Linked DNA regions of Mus musculus: all the other regions are linked to region 1. Evidence: chromatin contacts called from public Hi-C and HiChIP or PLAC-seq data. All regions are on one chromosome and are shown on one strand. Each heading gives the region's core, a stretch centred on a gene start, on an enhancer-like site or on the middle of the called end of the contact. The rest is flanking DNA. Distances are from core to core; before and after follow the strand shown. Region 1 holds the start of Cdkal1 (CDK5 regulatory subunit associated protein 1-like 1). Region 2 holds the start of Agtr1a (angiotensin II receptor, type 1a). Region 3 overlaps Mboat1 (membrane bound O-acyltransferase domain containing 1). Region 4 holds the start of Mboat1 (membrane bound O-acyltransferase domain containing 1).

What was found. A called contact is a pair of places that touch in the nucleus more often than the background predicts. HiChIP or PLAC-seq counts read pairs in DNA pulled down with a chosen protein or histone mark.
Region 2: a contact with region 1 is called in a Hi-C map of cardiomyocytes, with 5 times the contacts expected there. The contact joins the promoter of Agtr1a here to the promoter of Cdkal1 in region 1. A contact is called at or near these places in 2 of 39 promoter capture datasets (both in liver) and 2 of 484 Hi-C or Micro-C datasets (cardiomyocytes and embryonic stem cells).
Region 3: a contact with region 1 is called in an H3K4me3 HiChIP or PLAC-seq map of bone marrow-derived macrophages, with 2.5 times the contacts expected there. The contact joins the enhancer-like site here to the promoter of Cdkal1 in region 1. A contact is called at or near these places in 7 of 39 promoter capture datasets (embryonic stem cells, hematopoietic stem and progenitor cells, hippocampal neurons and 3 more), 3 of 484 Hi-C or Micro-C datasets (CD4 T cells, macrophages and nephron progenitors), 4 of 115 datasets of contacts at active chromatin or transcription factors (the SCID.adh cell line, bone marrow-derived macrophages, embryonic limb bud and 1 more) and 2 of 9 other capture datasets (adipose tissue and liver).
Region 4: a contact with region 1 is called in an H3K4me3 HiChIP or PLAC-seq map of bone marrow-derived macrophages, with 3 times the contacts expected there. The contact joins the promoter of Mboat1 here to the promoter of Cdkal1 in region 1. A contact is called at or near these places in 7 of 39 promoter capture datasets (embryonic stem cells, hematopoietic stem and progenitor cells, hippocampal neurons and 3 more), 3 of 484 Hi-C or Micro-C datasets (nephron progenitors and uterus), 4 of 115 datasets of contacts at active chromatin or transcription factors (bone marrow-derived macrophages, effector CD8 T cells and embryonic stem cells) and 2 of 9 other capture datasets (adipose tissue and liver).

Annotation. Positions count from the first base shown.
Region 1 is chr13:29,853,033-29,858,807 of GRCm38.p6, reverse strand. It overlaps Cdkal1 (CDK5 regulatory subunit associated protein 1-like 1), which reads left to right and starts at 3,135. Exons shown (of 16, transcript NM_144536.3): 1 at 3,135-3,245; 2 at 3,867-3,910.
Region 2 is chr13:30,333,428-30,339,202 of GRCm38.p6, reverse strand. It overlaps Agtr1a (angiotensin II receptor, type 1a), which reads right to left and starts at 2,847. Exons shown (of 3, transcript NM_177322.3): 1 at 2,614-2,847.
Region 3 is chr13:30,151,428-30,157,202 of GRCm38.p6, reverse strand. All of the region lies in intron 1 of Mboat1 (membrane bound O-acyltransferase domain containing 1), which reads right to left. Among named protein-coding and RNA genes, the nearest start is that of Gm23206, 5.9 kb to the right of the region's middle. Within about 2 kb of position 2,747, at least 51 of the 459 cell types and tissues checked have an H3K27ac peak or open chromatin away from gene starts, as enhancers often do. A contact at or near this core is called in the SCID.adh cell line, bone marrow-derived macrophages, hematopoietic stem and progenitor cells and 1 more, where this site is marked.
Region 4 is chr13:30,132,807-30,138,581 of GRCm38.p6, reverse strand. Mboat1 (membrane bound O-acyltransferase domain containing 1) reads right to left here and starts at 2,092. Exons shown (of 13, transcript NM_153546.4): 1 at 1,820-2,092. The coding sequence starts at 1,915.

The sequences.
Region 1 (5,775 bases), core at 1,886-4,385:
AAGCTTGCCTTGAACTCACAAGATCCACCTACCTTTGCCTCTGGATTGCTGGGACTAAGGATTTAGCACTAGCAAGGCAGAGGCAGTGAGAGTTATATCTCTGTGAGTATGATGCCAGCCTGGTCTACATAGCAAATTATAGGCCACCCAGGGCTACACAGCACTCTATCAAATGAAAGAGAAGAAAGACAGAAAGAAAACAATAATATTCTCTTTCTCTCTCTCTCTCTCTCTCTCTCTCTCTCTCTCTCTCTCTCTCTCTCTCTCTCTCTCCCTCTCTCTCTCTCTGTTTTTCATTCATTCTTTATTTAGATCTTACTATGTAGCCTTGGCTGGACTGAATAAGGAGGTAGAGACATTGCTGCGTTTCATTCCCCCGAGCATTTAGAATAGTCCTTAGTATACCGAGTACATGTAGTAAAGATTACATAACTCAATTCATGTGAATAACAGATCTGTCATTACTATCAGTGTTTACAGCAGTGGGTGTTCAACCTGCGGCCTTAGGCATGTGAGAGTCCTAACACTAAGCTGTGTTCCTCACAAAACCAAATTTATTCTGTATTGTCATGTCCTTCTAAGGACAGAGAAAACATCATGTCTCCTGCTGATACTTATAAACCATGAGAGTATTATACAATAAATGTGAGTTATTATTTTAAATCATTGGGAGAATATCTAACAATAAGAATTTTAATATGTTGAGGTTCAGGCCTTGAGAAGTGAAGGCAGGAGGATCAGAACTTCTTAGCTACTCCTTCCCTCCCTCCCTCCCTCCTTCCCTCCTTCCCTCCTTCCCTCCTTCCCTCCTTCCCTCCTTCCCTCCTTCCCTCCTTCCCTCCTTCCCTCCTTCCCTCCTTCCCTCCTTCCCTCCTTCCCTCCTTCCCTCCTTCCCTCCTTCCCTCCTTCCCTCCCTCCCTCCCTCCCTCCCTCCCTCCCTGTCTGTCTTTCTGTCTGTCTGTCTTTCTGTCTGACTGTCTTTTTTTGTGGAGCTAGCATCAGATTCTTGCTTATGACAAAAGCCGAGGATTCTGGGCCTAGGTAAGTTACCTGCTCTACGGCAAGGGAATGTGGTGTTCTCATTGCTCTAGCAAGGGTTCCAGGTTTCAGGAGTCTGAAAAGAGAAATTTACTTACACACTTAGAGCAACGCCATTTATGTGACCTGCTAGAGCAAGCGAATAGCTGGTGCCAGAAGTTCAATACTCTGACCTCTAGTGGCTACTTTATAAGATGCCCTTCAGCATTCCTCCACAGACTGGAGGTGATTTCATGTCCCTGTCTAGCAGCATTTAAGAGCTTCAGCTCCTCCCTCTTACCCTATATTTTGAGGCACTCATTCACTAGAGGCAGCCTTTCTTTTGATGTTGCTACAGCATTCCTCCTGTTTTCTCTTTGTTCACACTATCACTCTTTCTTGTTGGGTTCATCCACTCTTGGGGGGAAAAAATCTTCCTTAAAAATTACTGTTGTGCTGGGCGGTGGTGGTACACACCTTTAATCCCAGCACTTGGGAGGAAGAGGCAGGTGGATTTCTGAGTTCGAGGCCAGCCTGGTCTACAAAGTGAGTTCCAGGACAGTCAGGGCTATACAGAGAAACCCTGTCTTGAAAAAAACCAAAAAACCAAACAACAACAACAGCAACAACAAAAAATTACTGTCATATAGTTTTCAGCCAGGGGAGCCTTATTCTGTCAAGTAATTTCTTATACAGGATCAATCTTCACAGTCCCTGTATCCAACATCGATTCTTATGTGCACCCCTTGTTTTGAAATTAGAGCTGGGTTTTGGTCACAGGCTGTGGAAAGTCAATGTAAATCACAGCACATTTAATGCCCAATCCCTACAGTTCACATCTACGTTTGTCCCATTCGCCTAAGAAATAGACTTATCTGTCTTAAGACTGTCGCTATTATGTCCATGCAATCTCTGCACAAACAATTCATATGCACTTTTTAAAGAGCGAATTAAACTCACACACATTGTGTCTCATGAAAAGTTATTGATTGGTTTAAATTCAATAGTACAACCGATAATTGCTAAAGTTATAAACTAAATCTGTTTTTAATTTTTTGTAATTTCTGGATTTATTATTCCTTTGTCCATTGGTTTTATTATTGCTAACATTTTCCCATTCAGTTTTCACTATGGAGACAAAAGCAAGAAAACAAACAACAACAACAAACCTAGGGTCAGGAGATGCAGCTTAGTGGTACAGTGCTTGCTTAGCATGCAGAAGTCCCTGGGTCCCAATACACAGACTGCTAAACCACTCATCCTTCAACAAAAATCTTCATCCCTTTGAAAACATAAAGATTTTGTTCCATATTTTTCACATCATTCCTTTCTTTTTGCTTTTTAAATATAAAGTTATGCATTACTGACAAAGAAAGTATAAAGGTTTCTTCTTATGTATTCTTATGGAATTATTAAATGAAACCTGACTACCTCGGCTGAATTGTCTCTGCAGAAGCAGAAATATAAGCCTACTGCAGTGGGCCACAACCGTAATCCCAGCAGTAGGAGGTAGATGTGGGCACGAGTTTGGTGTTAATTGACTTCTGTTATTCGATAGAACAACTATTATTTTAGTTATTCTTCTCTATAGAAGAGAAGGAAATTAGTTGGGCATGGTGGAGCATGCTTTTAATCCTAGAGATCTGGAGGTAAAGGCAGGTCGATCTGTGAGTTCGAGGCCAGTTCATTCCATATAATGAGTGACTGTGCAATTAAGGTTTTATAGAGAGATGCTGTCTCAAAAGAGATAGAGATGATAGATAGATAGATAGATAGATAGATAGATAGATAGAGGAGGGAACTGATAAAATGTAATGAATGTAATGAAAATGATTTACTCCGGAGGTAATTATTCTGGTAAGTATTTAAAGTCTCCAGTCCCTTTTTGTGAATAATGAGTAGTAATAATAAATGGCAAGATGTTTATGTTAATCTCTTAACTGTGCAGGACAAGTTATAAGGTTATAACTTAGCAGAAGTTAGTTGATAAGCTAACATAATGAGGTAGGAGTGTATTTTCACCTTTGTTTGTAGAAGAATGTGGTAATAATTATAGATAAAAACAAACGCAAACTTGAAACAACGATCTGTTTTGACCTCTCCGGTCTACCGTCGCGGAGCATGCGCAAATCAGCCCGGCGGGACACAAGTGTCATGGCGCTCTCCATCTGAAGTCTGTGCAGTTTCCTGGCAGGGGCTTGTGGTTTTTTTCCTCTCAGTTCGGACAGGTGAAGTTCTGGATCTGTGTATACTGGGGCAAATGGATCAGTGCTCAGCGACCGTGGGCCGAGCTGCATTTTGGGCGGAGCTTCGTTTCCGCAGGTTTTCTCCTTTGGGCCGATCGCCCGCTTGTTCTCGCAGTTTGGAAAAGACTTGGCGGCTGGCGTGGAGAGTCGGACTCTGGAGCGCTGCCTGGAGAGAGGCCGGCGTGGCGGCAGACACTGCTGGCTGGCGACGTCAGGGACTTCCATTCTGCTCTAGCCTCATTTCCCCTCTCGCTTTACCCGTGAATGTACTTGTGCTACGCGATCAGGGCTTCAGGAGATGAGTGTTTTGCACTGAAGTTGGGCATAGGGGCAGAGGTCGCTTGTGTTTTTGCGCCCCCTTCCCCTCTTTTCTTTGCTCCCTTGCTTAGAAAACTTTCCTGTGTCATAAGGGATCACTTGTTTCTTACTTGGTGATTTTCATTGTGCTCAGGTGTTACAGTGCAGGGTAGCAGTTTAAAAAGTGGCTAGATGCATCCTTTTTTTTTTTTTTTTTTTTTTTTTAAGGAAGTTGTAAAGAGGTCATACACTGGTTTTATGAACTTATAGGGTACTCGCATTTTCTAATTAATTTTAATTTTTCAGATTCATCTTTCAAGAGGACTTGAGACCAATTTCAGAAAATCAAGGTATTGGTTTATTTTAGTTTCTAATATTTGAGTAATTAGTTCTGCATTAGAATATGAAGAAAGATGTCTTAAGTTTTTAGTAATTAGCCAGTATCATTTTGTGAAAACTAGATTTCCCTATAACTTCATCGGAGAGACATTTTTGTATCTCTTCCTTAGTTTTTCATTTTCATTAAGAAGCGAGACATGCTCTCTTTCCCATTTGTGGCACATCTGTTTTCTTGTTTGGCTGTTGCTTAGTCCCTGTTATATCCTACTTCTCTACCTGGCTGTTAAATATGACTTTCTTTCTTTTTTTAAAATATGTATTTATAATTTTATGTGCACTGGGATTTTGCCTGCATGTATGTCTTTGTGAGGTTATCAGATCCTGGAATTACAGACAGGTAAGAGCTGCCATGTGGTTGCTGGGAATTGAACCCTGGTCCTCTGGAAGAGCAATCAGTGCTCTTAACTCTGAGCCATTTCTGCAGCCCAAATATGGCATTCCTGAAGGCTTGTTTCTGTACCTCTTCTAGCTGGGTTGTCTTGTTTCTCTCTCCCTCTCTCTCTCTCTTTTTTTTAAAATTTATTTTTATTTTTTAAATTTGTTGAGATGTTGTCTTAATGTTTATCCCTTGTTAGCCTGGAACTCACTATATAGACCAAACTTGCAAGTGCTGGGATTGAGTGTGTGCACCACCATGCCAGGCCAGATTCTTGTTTCCTTTCTGTGCGATGTGATTCACTGCTGTTAAACATGGCTACTTGTCTTTGTAATTCTCATTGTCTTCGGGAGTGTGAAACGGTATATCTTTGTGGGTTTGAATGGCCTTTCCCTCATGGCTGACTTTACTGACAGCTCTCTGTGCTTATCAGATACTTATATATCTTGTTTGGAAGTATGTCTGTTGGGATCCCTTTCCCGTATTTTAATTTGGGGTTGTTTGTATTTTTGGGTTCTTTATTTACTCTGATGAGAGGCCCTTATTGTATTCTATGAGTTACTACTGTTTCCTCCCACTGCATGCTCTCTCATGGTCTTCATATTGTCTTTGAAGCATGAGAATTGTTTTGTTTTGTTTTTTTCTCTTTTTTGAGAACAGTTTTCACATAGCCCAGGTTAGCTTCAAATTTGATTTGTATCTGAGACCAGCCTTTGAGTCCTGGTCCTCCTGCCTTAAATTCCCACGTGCTGGCATTGCAAGCACAAGCCACTGCATCTGGCTGAAACACTAATTTTGATGAAGTCTAACCTGTTTTTCCTTTTGTGCTCTTGTTGTCCTTAACTAAGAAGCCAGTGTCTAATTGGGAAACTTGATACTTGTGATAGCTGTAAGACTCTTCTAGTAGTAGGTCCGTAAGCTTAGGTCTGTAGCCCCTGTGAGTTTACTTTTGAGTATGATGCGAGATGGGGCCCCAGCTGCGTTTCCTTGCGTGTGGCTATCCAGTTGTTTTCGTGTCATTTGTTGAGAAGACTGTTCTGTTTTACATTGTTTTTATACACACTACAGTCACTTGATTCAGTAACGTCTATTTGGCATGCCCTCTAAGTCAGTCTTTATGAAATAATAACTCTAGAATAGTAGATATCAAAGTTATTGGAGGGTCTGTTGAACCTGATATTTGTATCTGTGAGGAGATTTCTAGAGAGGTTTAGCTGATGAAGGAATTTGTGGCCTGGATGCAGGCTGTGCTTTAAGACTGAGTTAGAAAGTGTGTAAATGGAGGGAGCCCGCTGAGCACGAGCACTCCTCCCTGCCTCCTGACTATTGGTGCAGTGTGATGAGCCACCTAATGCCATTCAGACCTTCTTTGCCTGGTTGGACTGTAGCTTTCTAAATTATTAGCCAAAATCACCAATTCTAAGAATAGCCTTGCTGGTG
Region 2 (5,775 bases), core at 1,598-4,097, 480 kb before region 1:
GGAAGGGAAACACTATATTTTAGAGTCGTTAATGGTTTAATAGTAGTCACTTGCCAAATCATTTGAATATTATCTTCTACCACTTAGGTACTACTGGTTAAAAGTAACTGTAGGTATCAAGTCATTAAGAAGTTGCTTTTTAGAACCTAAAATTCAGGGAAAGGATCAGGTACAGGGATAAATAAAAGGCTCAAGGACAACAGCCTGGGCTGGGAAGCCAAAACGTGCAAATGGGAAAGGAATTCGATCTCTGTCCCTAGAACAGATTTGAGAACAAAATATAGCAGCTCTCAACTCTCTGCTTGGAAAAGGCATCATGAGAGCACAGAGAAGCCACACATCTGTAATTCAAACTATGCTTCAAAGTCCTTGCTGGCAAATACTTACTCCACGCTGGGATAAGTATAACATTAAACTTTTCTTTTCCTTGTCACAAGCAAAATTAGTTATTACTGTTAATTAGTAACACAAGATCCACACAGTCATAAGTAGCAGCAGTCAAAGGCAGCAAAAATATGCTCTGAAGTAAAGGGGACAATTCTCCCCCCAAACGAGACAGGAGACGAAGAAAATGAAGAAAGCTGAACGGCACATAGTGTGTCCTTCCTACACTGACCAGGGTAAGGCAAGATGACCGGAGCTCAGCAAGCCTCACTCAGATACTGTGATGGGCAAACATTTTGTAAATCTCTGGATAACAGGTTTTCACATAAGAGAAAACCCACTCTCTTCTAAGGTGGTGGATGCAGAGTTAGTTAGTTAGTTAGTTAGTTAGTTAGTTAGTTAGATGTTCTCTGAGTTCCAAGGAAGAGTAAAACTAGAAATTAAAACCTTGTAAAGGGGAAAATAAGCCAACACCACCAACAAAAACAAGGCATCCAGGAAGAGAAGAAGGGCTCAGAAAAGTCAGTCAATTTTAACACCTTACAACTTGAGGCCCCTCCCTAAACCTCAAGCAGTATATATCATACATTATAGGAATTGTCACCTGTGATTTGAGGATAGACCTGTGGACCTCTCACTAAGAAACATTTAACCAGAGATGTTAACAGTTTCGAAGACTTTTATCATGGGATAATAAGGTAACCAGTCTAGACTTTTATGTAGTCAGCAATAACCAAAAACCAGAAAGTATCGAGGTTTTAAAAGACTGTAAGAGACCTTCTGTGCAGTGACCAGAGACTCAGAATTGTTAGATAAATAAAAGCACTCTTAATATCGCGCAGCTAATTCAGGGTAAGAACAAGGAGGGTTCCTGGGCATTAGCAGGAAATTGATGGAGAAGTGACCGTCCAAGTGGGGCCTTAATGGCTCCAAAAAGACTTCCGAGATAAGCAAACAGGACAGGTAGTGTTTGTTTGTTTGTGGTTAAACCAAGGAGATAAAACACTAAAACAAGCTTCTTGGAGTCCTTATATTTGTAAAGTGGGTTAAGGCTTTTGCTTAGGGGCAATAAATACAGGGACTCGGTGGCGGTAACTCTCAAGAAAATCGCTTTAGGAATGAAGTACCTTGAAAAGGGAAACAATGATTACTGACTGCAGAGAGCAGGCTGTGAGGCTGCTCTCTCTCTCTCTCTCTCTCTCTCTCTCTCTCTCTCTCTCTCTCTTTTCCTGGAACGACACAGGAGGAAATTAATGTTGTCGACTTCCAAATGAGACCTCAGGGCACACAGAGTGCCCAAATTTTCCTGAAAAAAAAAAAAAAAAAAAAAAAGACGTCTCCCTGGAGTTGATGGTGGGTCTTTATGCTTAAGGACATGGGCAAACATGGACACCCGTAGCCTATTCTCCTGTGCTTAACCAAAGACAGGGAGCAGGTGAAGTCTTGAGCAGGATTGGCTTAAATTTTCTGGAGACCACCATAGTCTGAGGTTGCGGAGACACTGGCCTAAAGGTTTCTCAAGAAAGTGAAATGAGGTAGAAGAGTGGAGAGCCCTGCTCTCGCTCGCTCGCTTCAGTACTGAATCGGAGCCACTGAAATCCAGTGAGGACTACAGGCCAAGACAGCCTGCTGAGATGCAGCCACCAGCTTCTCCCCACTTCTGACTGAAGTATCAAAGCTTGGCTGGGAACACCTGTGGTTATGGCGTTTGGCCCCACTACCATCTATGTGATACTGATGATCCACTAGTAGAACCCGCACTGAGAAGAAGGAGAGAAGGCAGTGCAGGGTCATTGGCAAACAAAGGTGAGGCTGGGGACAATCTTAACTTAAGCTCAAAGTAGCACAACTTCAGATTTTGGCCCCGCGGTCATACAGGCTACGGTTAAATTCAGGTCACAGCTAAAATACAACAGTTATTTAAAAGCACGGCGGAAAACTGACTTGCTTGCCTCACATTTCTGTAGATTTCTAGCCTGTACTCGAAGAGTTTGATCAAAACATTATGACTCCTTTGGACCACGCTGCAAACGAGCGCACTTTCCTCCCACCTGATCCGGTGAAGGGCAGCCCCCTCCAGGCTCATTCCGCTGGCCGGGAGTGAGCTCGCTCCCCTGGGTCCCCCGGGTCCTCCGTGCCCAGTACTCTAGATTCAGATGTGGTGACAAGGAACCTACCCACTCCCGCCCCTGATCACCACGCTGGCGGGACGCCTGGGCTAGGACTCACCCGGGAGAGCAGCAGAGCTGGGAGAGCCGCAGAGCTGGTACTGGCTTCAGCCACCCCAGCGACCCACCCCAGCGACCCGTGGACCAGGACTCAAGCCTCGAGTCCTCTCCGGCCAGACAGCATCATCCAGTCCCTCCCAACTGCCTGGCGATCAGCAGCGAGGCACTTCCATATTTATAGCCTAGGGGGACGTTGCTACTCCGCAGGTTCCAACCCTAAGGCTTTGCACTCCTCCCTCGCCCCGCCCCGCCCCGCCCCGCCCCGAGACCCTCTGTCCAACCCTCTCCCTCTCCAGTTTCTGACGGAGTCTTCCCTGCTGCCAGTCACCGATGTGCCCTTCCAGATCCAAGCTCAGCTGGTCCTGAATCCCACATCCCAGCCTGAAGTGTTGAAGATGGAGGGAGGTGGGCGTAAGGCCACATGAACTGACTCCAAGATAAATGCTTCACTTAGAAAGAAGAAAAAAAAAATCTTGGAAAAATTTTAAGGATGAATTAAGGAACTCCCTTTCTTCGCTGTGGCTGACTCAAAATTTGAGGCCTGTGCTGTGGATTACATATGGCATGGATTAATTTCAGAGTTGTAAAATAAAAGATTATCAGTTCCTCCTAGTTTACACGTGGCTCAAGCTGCATTTATTTTAAAATAAAAACAGACTGCCAAAAAAATAGCACAAAATATTTGAGAACAAAATGAACTCAATTCTAAATTAGAAAGAAAGAAAGAAAGAAAAAAAGAAAGAAAGAAAGAAAGAAAGAAAGAAAGAAAGAAAGGAAGGAAGGAAGGAAGAAAGGAAGGAAGAAAAGAAAGAAAGAGAGAAAGGAAAGAAAGAGAGAAAGGAAAGGAGAGGAGAGGAGAGGAGAGGAGAGGAGAGGAGAGGAGAGGAGAGGAGAGGAAAGGAAAGGAAAGGAAAGGAAAGGAAAGGAAAGGAAAGGAAAGGAAAGGAAAGGAAAGGAAAGGAAAGGAAAGGGGAAATACATTCTGCAGTGTATCACGAGGCCAGAATTACTCTGATACCAAACTCAGGCAACACAGTACAAGCCAACTTCAGACTAACAGCTTCTATGGATGGAGATGCAAATCCTAATGAAGTGCTAGCGATTCAAATCCAGTGGAAAAATAAAGGTATTGAGACCATGATGTGCCCTGCTCTGAATTACTCGACATTGTGCAAAACAATGGCTTTCGACTGCAGAGTTTGTATTTTACAAGCAGCATTGACTCCACTTAAAGTGAAAATGCAGAAGTAGAATTCGCACCTTGATGTGCACATAAACATCATCTGCCTGTCACCAGCTACATGGCACAGATAGATTAACAATTTATTTCTTAAGGCAGAAAGCCCCCACCCCCACCCCACGCCCCATGCCCCGCTACTTAAAAAACAATCGAAGTAAATGGAGACTATAGCCACACACGCCGAGGTTAATATCAAATCTGGGAAACCAGGAGTGACAGCACACTGGACTGGCAAGACTGGAAAAGGGTGCAGCTCTCTCACCTGAGCCCCATGAAGAGAAGAAGCCCTAAGGCTTCAGGGGTAAGAAGCCCTATCTTTCCACCCTGTGTGCGTCACAGAGTGCCCAGCCCTCCTAGAGGCTTCAACTTAGCTCAGTCTCTGCTATGATGTGGCTGTTCTATTTGAAGTGACACATATGCCCACTTGTGTGTCTCTACCTGACATGAAACTGTCTCCAGGGCTGAGTCCTGCACTTGGCTGCTAAAGCCTCTGCCAGTGGCTCAGCTCAAACCTTGACTTTTAGCAGCAGACCTCCAGCAGCGGTTATCTCATTACCATAGAGGCCCCTTTTGACCCCTTTAGCTGCCTGCTTCTCAAGCATCTTTGCAATTCCCTGAGTCCTATTAGATACTCTTCAATGCTATGTAGCCGATGTCTAAATTACATATATGTGTGTGTATATATAGTGTGTGTATAGTGTGTGTGTGTGATGTATAGTGCATAATCTGAAAGTTAATGTTCATAGGTAAGATTGGAATAAAAGGGTCTGTGTTTCTGCATTTGCCTTGTCAGGTTATCAAGGAATTGGACACTCCTTAGCAAATTGATTCTTACAAAGTCAATATTCCTTGTGAATTTATTGTTATCCAATAAATTCTGGCATTGTGAAAAGTCACAGGCATGTTGGTTGAATCTTTGCAAAGATATAAACTCAGTTTTTAAAAGTGCAGGTCTTCTGTTATGAAACCTGGAACAAAGACTCTGCTGGAAGATAACAGGAGCAGCGCCCTACAGGAGACAAGCTCGGGACAGGGCTTCCTGAACTCTGTTCCCTCCAGAACTACAGCCAACAACTGACAAATGAGACCCCATGGAAACTAAAGGTCTTCTGCACAGGGAGAGAAACAGAATCAGCCAACTGAGTGAGGTGGAAGCCCACAGAGTAGGAAAGAATCTTTTCCAGCTATACATTAATTTCCAGAATATATAAACTATTTAATTATATATGATATGCATATAAATTATATTATTATACATAACATGCATATGAATTATATATAGTATATAACATGACATTTAACATGTAACATGTGACATGTAGCATATACTATAACATGATATATAATTATGACATTTGACATATGACATAACATAATGTATTAACACATAACACATAATATATATTTAAGTTATTTAACTATAGGATTAATTTCCAAAATATATAAGTAACAAAAAAAGTCAAGAAAACACAATTTAAAAATGGCCTCTGGATCTGAACAGAGTTCTCTAAAGAAGAAATAACAGTGGCTAAGAAATATATTATAAAATGTTCAACATCTTTAACCATCAGAGAAATGAAAATTAAACTAGTCTAAGATTCCATCTTACAGCCCTAAGAATAGTGAAGATGAAGAAAACAGGTGTTAGCAAATGTTATTGAGGATGCAGGAAAGGGGGGACTTTTGATTGAGAACTGATGCAGCCAATATGGAAATTAGTGTGGAAAATTATTGAAACTCAAAATCCATCTGCCATGTGACCCAGCTACAATGCTCCTTGTCATAATCCCGAGGGACCCGCCATCTACTCCACTGTTCTTGCTCATCCACGTTCATAGCCACTCTATTCATTATAGCTGGGAAACAGGAACAGCCTAAATGTCCTTCCACTAATGAATAGATGATGGAAATGTGGTTCACAGA
Region 3 (5,775 bases), core at 1,498-3,997, 300 kb before region 1:
CGACTTGACTTGCACAGAGCAAAACACTGTGTGTGACCCACCTGCCCAGCTACTGTATCACATGCAAGGGACAATGGTGGAGAACAAGTCCCCTGGTCATTGCACAAACCTGACCTGCCAGTGACCACGTCTCGGAGGATATGATGTGTTCCCACGATTACCCAAATATTCTCAAGTCATCCCTGCTTTGAAGCATAAACATCAATGAATAAGTAAGAAAGGAAAATTAGGGGCTGGAGAGGTGGTTCAGCAGTTAAGAGCACTAGCTGCTCTTCCAAAGGTCCTGAGTTCAAATTCCAGCAATCACATGGTGGCTCACAACCATCCATAATGAGATATGATGCCCTCTTCTGGGATGTCTGAAGACAACTACAGTGTACTTACATATAATAAATAAGTAAATAAATAAATAAATAGTTTTTTTTTTAAAGAATGGGGGGGGGGTCAAAATTCAGACTGCACTGCTGGCCAGCCATGGAAACAATACAAGTCACATAGCCAATGGGGCTTTTGGGGGGAATGTTATTTCTTACCACATAAAGATGCACTGTGGCTTCAAAGACATAATATGGTAATAAAGGAAGTCTCAATTTGAAAGTCTTACTCACAGCTCTGTTAGCAATATAACCAGAAGCTGAAGGCAGTGTGGGCAATAGACCCCTGTGTAATGCAACGAATAAGGATACCTCAGGCCAGACTTCTTCAGGAAGTAAACATTTCCAGGCCATGGCATGGTAGCCCATCCCTGAAATCCCAGAAACGGGCAGGCTGAGACACAAAAGCTTTGGGATCAAGGTCAGCCCAAGTCATATAAGCATTCCAGGCTGCTGGAGACTAACCCATGAGACCCTTGCTAAAAAAGACAAAAATCAGTTCATCTTTTTTCTCTATAAGAAACAGAAATTACATCTCTTTATGTACGCAGGTGGCTGAAAGAAAAGTAAACCTGGTGGTTCTTTAGCTCGACGCCTGTTTCAGAAGACAAGGGAAGGAGTTTGCACAGGCAGAGCCCCTTGGGTGGTAAGAACCCATCAGGCTCATCACCTCAGCATCTCAGAGATTTTTTAAAAAACTCACAGGCTTTATCTTACAAGAGCCACGCCTTTGAAAGGCTTTGTCACTTCCTGGATACATCAAACTTCCTTGAATTCTGATCATAACTCCATTCTCCAACTTCACTACAATCAAACCTTCTTCCTTGCAATCTGTCATTCATATATCTCTCCTTGTGCCTTCTCCTGATTCCCACCCCACCTCCTTTTTCCCTGCCTTAAAGGACCTTATATCCCTTTATCCTGTCATGAATCCTACCTTGAGTTTCTCTTCTAGAAACTACCCAAATACCTCTCACACTGCCTCCCTGTCCCTGCATCCCAGACATTGACTAAGGAAGCTCCAAGGACAGGCTTGGTAAATCTAAGATGGTATGATGGAGTTGTCCATCTTAGACCACTGAGAAGAAAGCACCTAGGGTTGTAGGTGTAGCTCAGTGGTAGAGCATTTACCCAGCATGCACAGAGCCCTGGGTTCTGACCCCAGAAGCACCAAAACAACCCTAAGACAATTCTTGAGAGATAACTCTTTGCCTCTGTGTTTTAACAAGGAAGACTTTTTATCTGAGTTTCAAAACCGAGGAGCAGATAATATGTGTTAACCAAACATTTACTAACTAAAGCTTTCCCAAGAGCTGGCCATACCGTCTGAATCATATGCTCACATTACAGAGATGAGGCCCCAAAAGTGTAACTGGCTTGCACTAATAAATATCTGCTGTAAGCCTAGAAGGAACTCTCCATAAACCAATTCTTGCTATAACTGCCATCACTGAGCAAGGTGAGGTCACAAACAGATCTCAACAGAAAACACAAAAATCTGTCACCCAACCAGGCTCTGAAGTTTTGTGTGTTTTCATTCCTTCAACTTGCCACTCCAAACCCCTTGCATTAGAAAAATAGAGTCCCAGTGTACATCAGCCTCTGCCAGAAGCTGAGCCTCCTCCCAGAGCTTGAGAGATGGCTCAGCAGGGAAGAGCATACCGCCCTTTAGAGAGGACCTGAGTCTGCTTTCTGTGTGCTTATCAGCAGCTCATAGTTACCCATAACTCCAGCTCAAAGAATCTGATGTCTTTGGTCTCCACAGGCACCTGCACTCACATGGGACTCTCAGAAGGTCCTAGGAGACCAAAGAAAGTGGCAATCAAAAGCAGCACTCAAATCCAGGATCACACAAGTAGCATTTATTAAAGCCTTACAGACAGGTGGGTCCCTGAACCCCAGAGCAGGAGTTAGGGGCTCAGATGCAAGTCTATACAGGAGGGAGCTCAAGCCAATTAGAATGTTGTAACCTCTCAACCTCTCACATTGCTAGTCTCTCAAACACTAGCAACATGTCAGTGTCGGTTAAGAGACAGCCAGAGTGTCAGTGGCTGTACTGAAACTCTTGGCTGTCTTAGCAACTTTGTCCTACAAGGATTGGAACACTTGCCAAAATCACCTGACTGGCCTAATGGTGCTTAAGAGGGCTTTAATTATCTCAAGGCAGATACCTACATTCCTTACAAGTATATTACAGCCTCCTGTTGTTTGAACAACATGCACTTAAAAGTTCCTATAATGAGGAGAGTGAATGGAGAGGAGATGGCGGCAACTTTCTATGATCATTACCAAGGTCAAAATCTAAGGAGAACTTGTGAGCTGTGCCAAACGCATGACGGGTTGTGTGGGCGGGCCTCTGTGGTTGAGGGTTAGAGAAAGAGAAGTTAAGAATTGTTCATTCTCAAAGATTACCCAACCAGGAACCTGAAGATTTAAGACAAGCTAAAGTTCTTTCATCATCACAGAAATGACTTAAGATGTAGGCAAAGATTTTAATAAAGCCAACTGTAAGATGAAAGTAAAACCAAGCACAATTACATACTGATGCAATTGTAGATTGATGTTCCAGTCTTTTAACTGGAAAATCCTGTGGAGGCTGGGAACATAGCTCAGTTGAAGAGCACTGCCCAGTGTAGGCCCCGAGTTCTATCCCCAGCACAAGGAAAATTGCAAAAGGGAGAAGGGGAAGAGAAACAGAGGTGGATGGAATGAGAAAGGGAATAAAGAAGGAAGAAGGGGAGGGAGGGAGGAAGGGGAGAGAAAAGAGAGACGAGAAAGAGAAGGCCCACAAAAGTACTGGTCCTAATTCAATTTCTACCAATATAGTATATATGAAGTTGATTGGCAGAATAAAACTAAGAATTCTAGGTTATAGTTTTATAGTTAAAAGGCATCAGCATGGGCTTTATGCAAGTCTCGGAAGAGCAAGAAATGTGCCCACGCTCACCCTATCAACATCTCCCACTAGTTGACTGTACTTACTACAGCCAAAGAACTGTTTTGACTCATAGTTACAACTAGGTGAAAGTTAACAGGGATCATTGTTCTTGATTAGACTCCTGCATTGGATCCAAATAGAACAGGCTGAAAATAAAGTCACCCCTTCAAGGTCTCTATCACTGTGCTCCTCCATCAGTGTCAAGATGCATCATAATGAAATTCTCTCTGCCATTATCCTTACACACGAGCACACACGCTCACACGTGTGCACACACACACACATACACACCTGATGCCAATTAATTAGCTATTTCCCTAGTATTTTATCTTCTACGGTTTCCATCTTAAATGTGTGAAAGACCTAGTCCACAGCCTATAGCATTATGGGAAGATGGTTTTGTCTCAAGAGGCAGAGCCTAGTGAAGGGAAGTTAAATCATTGGAGGTACACCCTTGAAGTGGATATGGAGTCCTAGGACATTTCCTGTCTCTCTGCTTCCTGGCCACCATAAGTGGTCTCCTCTGTCATATGCCCAGTGAGGTTACTATTACACCATACCTGCAAAGCAATAAGACCAGGGAACTTGAATCCTCTGAAGTCAAGATCCAGTCTCAGATAATTTGACAAAGCAACAGCAAACAGACAAACATCCTCTCATAGGCCCTGCCTCACAGGAGAAGGGGCTAAAATGACCACTCATGGTTCTGGTTTTGTTTCTGCATGGTTCGAGAGCTGGGCCCAACAACCCAAGATGCTTTTCCCAGATCATAGGAATCCTTATTCAATTGTATGGAATGAGAGGCTGACTCACTCTACAATTGAAAATAAAACCAAAAATAAGTAGATACTTAGGGAGGTAGAGGGAAGACTGGTAGATTATTAAATTACAAACATAAGAGATTATAGATACATGATAGATGACAGAAAGGTAGATTGGTAGATAGCAGGTAGGCAAGTAGGTAGGTAGATAATAGGTAAGTAGATAGATGGTAGATGATGGAAAAGGAGAGAGTAAGAGAGAGAGGGGAAGGATGGAGGGAATGAGGGAGGGAGAGAGAGAGGGAGAGGGAGGGAGTTTTAAGGAAACAAAGCACCAAAGGACTTTAAAAGAACAAACAGGAGAAAAAGCCTATTGTTCTCCTTACATTGTTATAACTGAGCCTTTGGCACTAGTAACTAAGATCCACGCTTCATTCAGTCAGATTCCTGACTTTTCCCGATGTTTCTTCTCTGCTTCAGGATTCCAGAATGCTACATTACATTTCCTTGTCATTTTGGCCTCCTCTGCTGCAACACTACCCGAGTTCCCTTGATTTTGATGACTCTGACAGTTTTCTTCACCTGTGTTAGGTTTATTACATACACACTACACACCACCCTGCAGGGTAACTTTAAAACACTACACACTGCCTGATGTGTATTGCATGTACACTACACACAGCCCTGGATGCTAAGTTTGGTGCATGTACACAGCACACAACCCCATGTGCTAACTTTAGCACAAGCACACTACACACCACAGGCTCACTTTGCTCAGATCTTGAAAGTCCAGAGCTGGGAGTGCACTCTGCACAGTGCTGGAATATTCCATGGTCTCTGTCCCTTTCCCAAGGTAAAGCTTGTTTAACTTCTTCATCCTGAAACATTTTTTTATTTGCAGAGAATTGGCCCAACAGTCAATTTCAACCTGTGCTTTACCACCTCCCCTAAAATTAACCCCTTACCTGACCATTTTCAAAAAGCCAAGGAATTAATTCAGGTTAAACAGTGCTCTTGGGTTTTAGTCTGAACTTACAGACAATGAGTATACAGACACATAGTATACAGCAGGATTCTCCCACATAGGTACCCTCTACATGACAATCAAATGTGAATAACTTTAGCATATCTGTCACCTCACATTTAACACACAGTATGAATATCAAAACCCTCCTCCCACTTTGAAATAAACAACACATTAATTGTTTGCCCCCAGAAAGCTTTGGAAAATCTTTACAGAAACTCTCAACCCATTTGGTGTGATTGTGCACCTCTGGAATCCCAGCACTTAGCAGCTGGAGGCAGGAGGATCTGGGGCTAACAGCCCCAGCTGTGCAGGAGTCTGAGGTCAGCCACAGTGACATGAGACTCTTTCCCCCCTCCAAAAAAATGCCACTAGGAACTCAAACTTAGTATCTGTCTGATACTCTGTTCATAATCACACAGGCTATGGGTTTCTGCAAGGAAGGTCAGAGCAGTTAATGCCACCTGCACACTTTCAGGGTGACCTGCTGTGGGCAAAGCCACCTCTCTTGCAGAGGTGACGCCGACCTGGCTCCACTGTAAGGTTATTTAACCCGGCCTGTTCCCACACGATGCTATTGAAAGCGGTAATGGGGGAAGAGTACAAATAAACTAGTATTCTATAGAAGGTTCTAGATGTTCTGTGTAAAATACATGGTAATCTATACCTCTACATCTC
Region 4 (5,775 bases), core at 843-3,342, 280 kb before region 1:
GTGGATGCAGCCAGAGGCTTAATGACAACAGCTCCTCCCCGCACAACTGCCCTTCACCAATCCATGTATTTCTGTCTGGGTCAGGGATGGGGGGGGGGTGGCTGGGGGGAGGGGAGGAAAGCCCACTCTATTCTATATTATTGTAAAATAGATTATTATGCAAAAGAAAATGCAATTACTATAGGTTCTAGTAGTAATTAGAGACGTCAATGCAAAATGAACTCCTCCTATGGAAATTCAGCAACAAATTCATCCGGCTTCTGGATGAAAGAATTCGCTCTTGTGCCTGCCCCTGCCAGGGTCCCTTGGACTTCTGACCTTGACTCAATATCTGATACTTCTACCAAGTTCCTGATTCTCAAGGTTTTGCAACTGATGAGAAGGCAGTAGTAGTCAGAACCTAAGAGTTAGGATGAGGGCGAACCCTGTGAGTAATGCAAACAGCCAGGGCCAACTTCCTCATTGTCAAAGGAATGCAAACAGAAGAGGCGCAGGTACAGGTAGCTCTAGTATGAAAAGAAAGAAAGATAGGAAGGACAGAAACTGCTCTAAGAAGACAGGAACATTTTGTTTTGTTTTGCATTTTCGAGTCGGGAGTTTTACTGGGTAACCCAGGCTGACTTGGTACTCTCTCCCCGTGGCCTAGGCAGGTCTCTAACTCGGAGCAATCTTCCTGCCTGTTTCCCTGGCACTGGAAATACAAGCATGCACCTCGAGACCCAGCAAAGGAAGGGAAACTAAACTGGGGAAACTCAAAGGAAACAGATTAGTAAGGAGAGCAGTGGGTCTTACTCCAACCTGTCCTGCCTGAATCCATTCAAACCATTACATCCTACACAGGGGACATAGCCTGAGGCACCGAAGGAAATAAGGCAAGACTACATACACCTCAGGAAGACTTTTCTTGACCTCAGTACGGAGGCCAGAAGACAGGACAGACCCTCCAGCATACTACAAACTCTACCACTGAATTGCACTCCAGCTGTCTTTGGCAAAATTCCTACCAGGTTACTGTTGCCAGTTTTACCTCTAATGTAGCAGGCAACTCCTGAACAGTTCCAAAGAAGTCCCCACAGCCCTTTTCCTCCCAGGGCCCGCCCTACTCATCAGTTTCGCACAGCAGGGATGGATGAGAACTGAGTAAGGCCCTCTGAGAAGCATCTCAACACTGTGGCGAAAGGATCACCAGTTCTAGCCCAGCCTAGACAAAATAAGAGACTTCGATGCCAGCCTGAACTTCAGAGTGAGTGCCAAGACAGTCAGGGCCAGATGCTGTCTCAACAAACGGAATAAAAAAGTCATCACCATATACTATACTATAGACCTACGCATCTGGTTAGTCAGGCTTTTTACTTTTTGTTTGGTTTTGTTTGAGAGTTGAGGCTTCTCCTCAGCATCCTAGACAGAGAAGACGGGAACTCGCTGCAATTTCCCTGCCCCGGGCTCTGAAGACCTGGATTAAAGGCGTGATCCACCACACCCAGCTGGATCAGACTTACTCTTAAAGTAGGATCGCCTAAATTTAAAAATCACAAAGACTTTTATCTACACTGGTGGGGGAAATGCTGGGTTCATGGATCACACCACTAAATAATTCGATCACAGAGCAAAACTTAAAAGTTCAGTCCAACTTGCTAGCTTAGGTGGACGTATAGTTTTCACGCAGAAAAAGCAGCCAACTCAGAGAAAAAAGAAAAAAAAGGGAAGAAAAAGCTCTCGCACGTGTAGGGTTCATAGCCATAAACTAGGCTCTGAGCGAATCCAGGTCGCAATCCTGTTCCCAGACAGAGGGTCTGGGTAGCGGGTGGGACGCTGTTACCTGATCCAGCGGGATGCCCAGGAGCTGGCTGAGCGGGTGCAGGCAGGTGGAGCCGGTGGTACGGTAAGAGAGGCTGGCGGGCGGCCGTGCTGCCATCCTGCATCTTCAGGGTGCTCTGTCGCCCGGGAGCTGCACACTGGCCACCTTGAGGGCTCCTGAGGACCTCGCGGGAACCTGGCGCCGACTCCAGGGCGCGGACCTGGCGCTGCGGGACCCCGCGCCTGGGAGGGCAGGGCCCCCACGTTCTGCTTCCCGCTCCGCACCGCCCGCCGCCCATTGGCCAGCAGCCGGGGACGCCCCGGAGGAGGAGCCGGGCAGAGATGGGCGCGGATCCCCGGGAGCCCGGCCCGGGGCAGGAGACCGGGAGACGCCCAGTCTGTTCCCCAGTTCGCCGCCCTCCCCGGGCGCGCAGCGGGCCCGATCCGGGTTCCTCCGAAGCCGTCTCACCCTCCTCCCAGGCAGCTGGGGTGTCCTGTGCTCCAGTTTCAGGCCCGGCTCCTGCTGCTACTCCGGAAGCCAGAAGAGACCTAAGAGCTAACCAACACCGCTCATTTTGCTTACATTTTAAAGATTTATTTATTTGCAGTTTAGAGGCAGGGTCTCCTGTAGCCCAGACTTTCCCTAAACTCCCAAATACTGAAATTACAGGTGTGCACAAACATAAAACTCCACTCCAGATTATTATTCTCCTTCGCGTCTCCTTCTCCTCCTTCCCTGTGTCTTTGATTGTGTTCTGAATTCCTGGTGCTCCCTGTCTGGTTGTCTCTTCTTTCTCTCTTCTCTCTTCTCTCTTCTCTCTTCTCTCTTCTCTCTTCTTTCTCTCTTCTCTCTTCTCTCTCTTCTCTCTCTCTTCTCTCTCTCTTCTCTCTCTTCTCTCTCTCTTCTCTCTCTCTTCTCTCTCTCTTCTCTCTCTCCTCTCTCTCTTTCCTCTCTCTCTCTCTCTCTCTCTCTCTCTCTCTCTCTCTCTCTCTCTCATATGTTTTTTACTTTACATGTATGTATGTACTTGTGAGTAGATGCCACTGGAGACCGGAAGAGTCCATGGAGTTTCAGGAGATTGTGAGCCACCATGTGGGTGCTGGAAATAGAACTCCGGCCCTCTGCAGCAAGAGAGATTGCTCTCAGGTCCTGAGCCATCTCTCCAGCACCCAAGGTTGTCATTCTTTACCTTCTCTGGTCAAGCCACAGTTTCTAGCACCCTAATCCACTATCTCTGCTTCCTTCTGTGACTTGTCTCATTTTCATCTGGGCCGTTTCTCTCCAGTAAGCTTCTGTTTACTGTTTACTACCCACGTGATGACGGGTCTTTCACTTGCTGAAACAGCTCTGTATCTCTGTTTCTTGAGAAATCCTTTTCAACTCACTAACAGACATTTTAAAACATCACAGAGACCCTTCTAGCACTTTACCAGTCTCTGCTGCATCTAACCTGATGTCAAAGTAGCTGCTCACATTGGAAGTCTGAGAAACACCCAGGGACCTACTGAAGAGAAAGGAAGCCAGGAACCAAGAGATCCCTCTGGACACACAAACACCTTTTAAAAGATTGTGTGTGTGTGTGTGTGTGTGTGTGAGAGAGAGAGAGAGAGAGAGAGAGAGAGAGAGAGTGTGTGTGTGTGTGTGCCTGTAGAGGCTAGAAGGGAGAGTCAGAGCTGTAGTTACAGGCAGTACTGAGCAGTTCATCCACGTCCTGTGTGCTGGCATCTGAAGTCCAGTCCTCTGGGAGAGCTGCAAACATTCTTAACCACCCTTAACCACTGAGCCATCTTGTCAGCCCCTGCAGCCCTTTGCTTAGGTTGTGGGGTGACTTTCTATAGGTGTGGGAAGTAATTGAACATGAAGAGAGGAGAAGATCCACACTGACGGCAAAGCAACTTCTCAGCATCTTTACAAGATGGTGGATAACGATGAACTGGAGATGTAGCCATGTGCCTGTGAGCTTACAGGAGCTACTGTACTATTCATGCAGCCAAAGACTATGGAGTAAACCAGTGCTTTGTCCTCGGGAGAGATGTGAGCAGAACACTGGGGCATGGGCATGCCCTCCACCTCCAGTGTCCCTGCCACATCTGTGCCCCTCCAACTTCCATGTACCATGTGCCAGCTTCAGGACTGTGGCATCTCTGCTCCGCTTAGGAAGTCTCAGTGGCCCCCATCACCCATGTTTCATCATCATGGAGGGGTCTTCTAGCACCCTGGAGCGAGCCTTGAAACATGAGTCCTCCATAGGCGCTTCCATGCCTGCTTCCTGCTTTTGGCCCAGGAAAGCCCAAGCCGTGCTCTGTGCCCATCCAGACCTGCAATGAAAACAACAGAAACACTGTTGCTTTCTGAAGAACTGCAGAATCTTACAGATTCATGACTGATAGCTCTTTTCTCCACCTAGGATGAGAGTAAACTGTGCAAATAGAGAAACATCAGCCCTGTAAGTCCCTCAAACCACACACCTGCAGTCCTCCCTATGTGCGAGGTGGAGGACACAGGATCGTTTGAGCCTGAAGTTGGTGACCTGCTTAAGAAATGTCCTGAGACTCCATTAAAAATAATAATATGGGCTGGTGAGATGGCTAAGTGGGTAAGAGCACTGACTGCTTTTCTGAAGGTCTTGAGTTCAAATCCCAGCAACCACATGGTGGCTCACAACCACCTGCAATGAGATCTGACGCCCTCTTCTGGTACGTCTGAAGTCAGCTACAGTGTACTTATGTATAATAATAAATAAATCAATAATAATAATAATAATACACACCCTTTCCAGGAAACACTAAATGTTAGCTGATAAAGAAAGAGGCTTTTAGGACCACGGGGCACTGGGCTAATGTGTAGAAAGCCAAGGAAAAAGGAGCTTTGTGGGCCCAGGCGAAGCATCTGGAAGCTGCCAAAGATTTGCTAGCAGAAATATCCAACCAGAGATGTAGTCAATGACTTTAGATAGATTTTATGAATGTGGATTCAGGTTTCAAATTAAATGGATGCCCAATATACACCTGCAAGAACGTCTTCCCAGAGACATAGGTTTTCCTGTTGACATTTAGCAATACCATTCCTAGAAAGCTACAGCCAACACTAAATGGGTAGGCCACAGGTTTTAGACTCATGTCCTCTGCCAAGGAATAATGGGAAAAGTCTACACTATGCTTCTGCCAAGCAGATTCACAGCACATGCACACACATACATGTACTCTTAAGTGTACATGCATACATATAAACACACATATATACACATGCATACACACAGAGAGACACACACAGGAATATGCTTGAGACTAATGAGACTAGTCAGAGTCACCAAGCATCAACCCTGGTAGATAACCAACCTGAAATAATACGAATCTTAAGTGAGGTAAGCGCTTAAGTGGAATCTGAAAATCAGATAGGGGCTACAAGCATTTATTTAAAAATGAAAAGGGAGGCATGCAATCCTAGCTACTGGGAAGGATCATCCAGCAGGGTGATCCTTGAACCCAGATGTCTGGAGACAGCTTAGGATACACCTAGACTTTAGTTAAAGAAAGGGAAAGAACCCCTTAGGAGTGGACAGAAGTAGACCATGGCTCAGTGTTCTCAAGTAAATGTTTTCCATAAATAAAGTTAGGTAGGTTTCTTGGATTTGTAGAAATTGTCCTCTGGCAAGAAAGGTGGCTCAGTCATTCAGAGTGTTTGCTGCACTTCCCCAGGACCCAAAGACCTGAGTTTGTTTCTCAGCACCCAGGTCAGTGGTTCACAACTGCCTGTCGCTCCAGCTCCAGGGAACTTCACTCTTCTGGCCTCTAAGGACACTCGCACTTAAAATCATAAACAACCCAACCTGCTTCTTTAAAAGGAGGAGGAAGTAGAAAAGGTAGGGGGAGATCAACATGAAAATGAATGTTATCTACCACAGCACATCAAGATAAAAACTAACAGTCAGGTACATACAGCTCTGATCAAGATTGTAGCCTGTTCAGGAAGAGTAT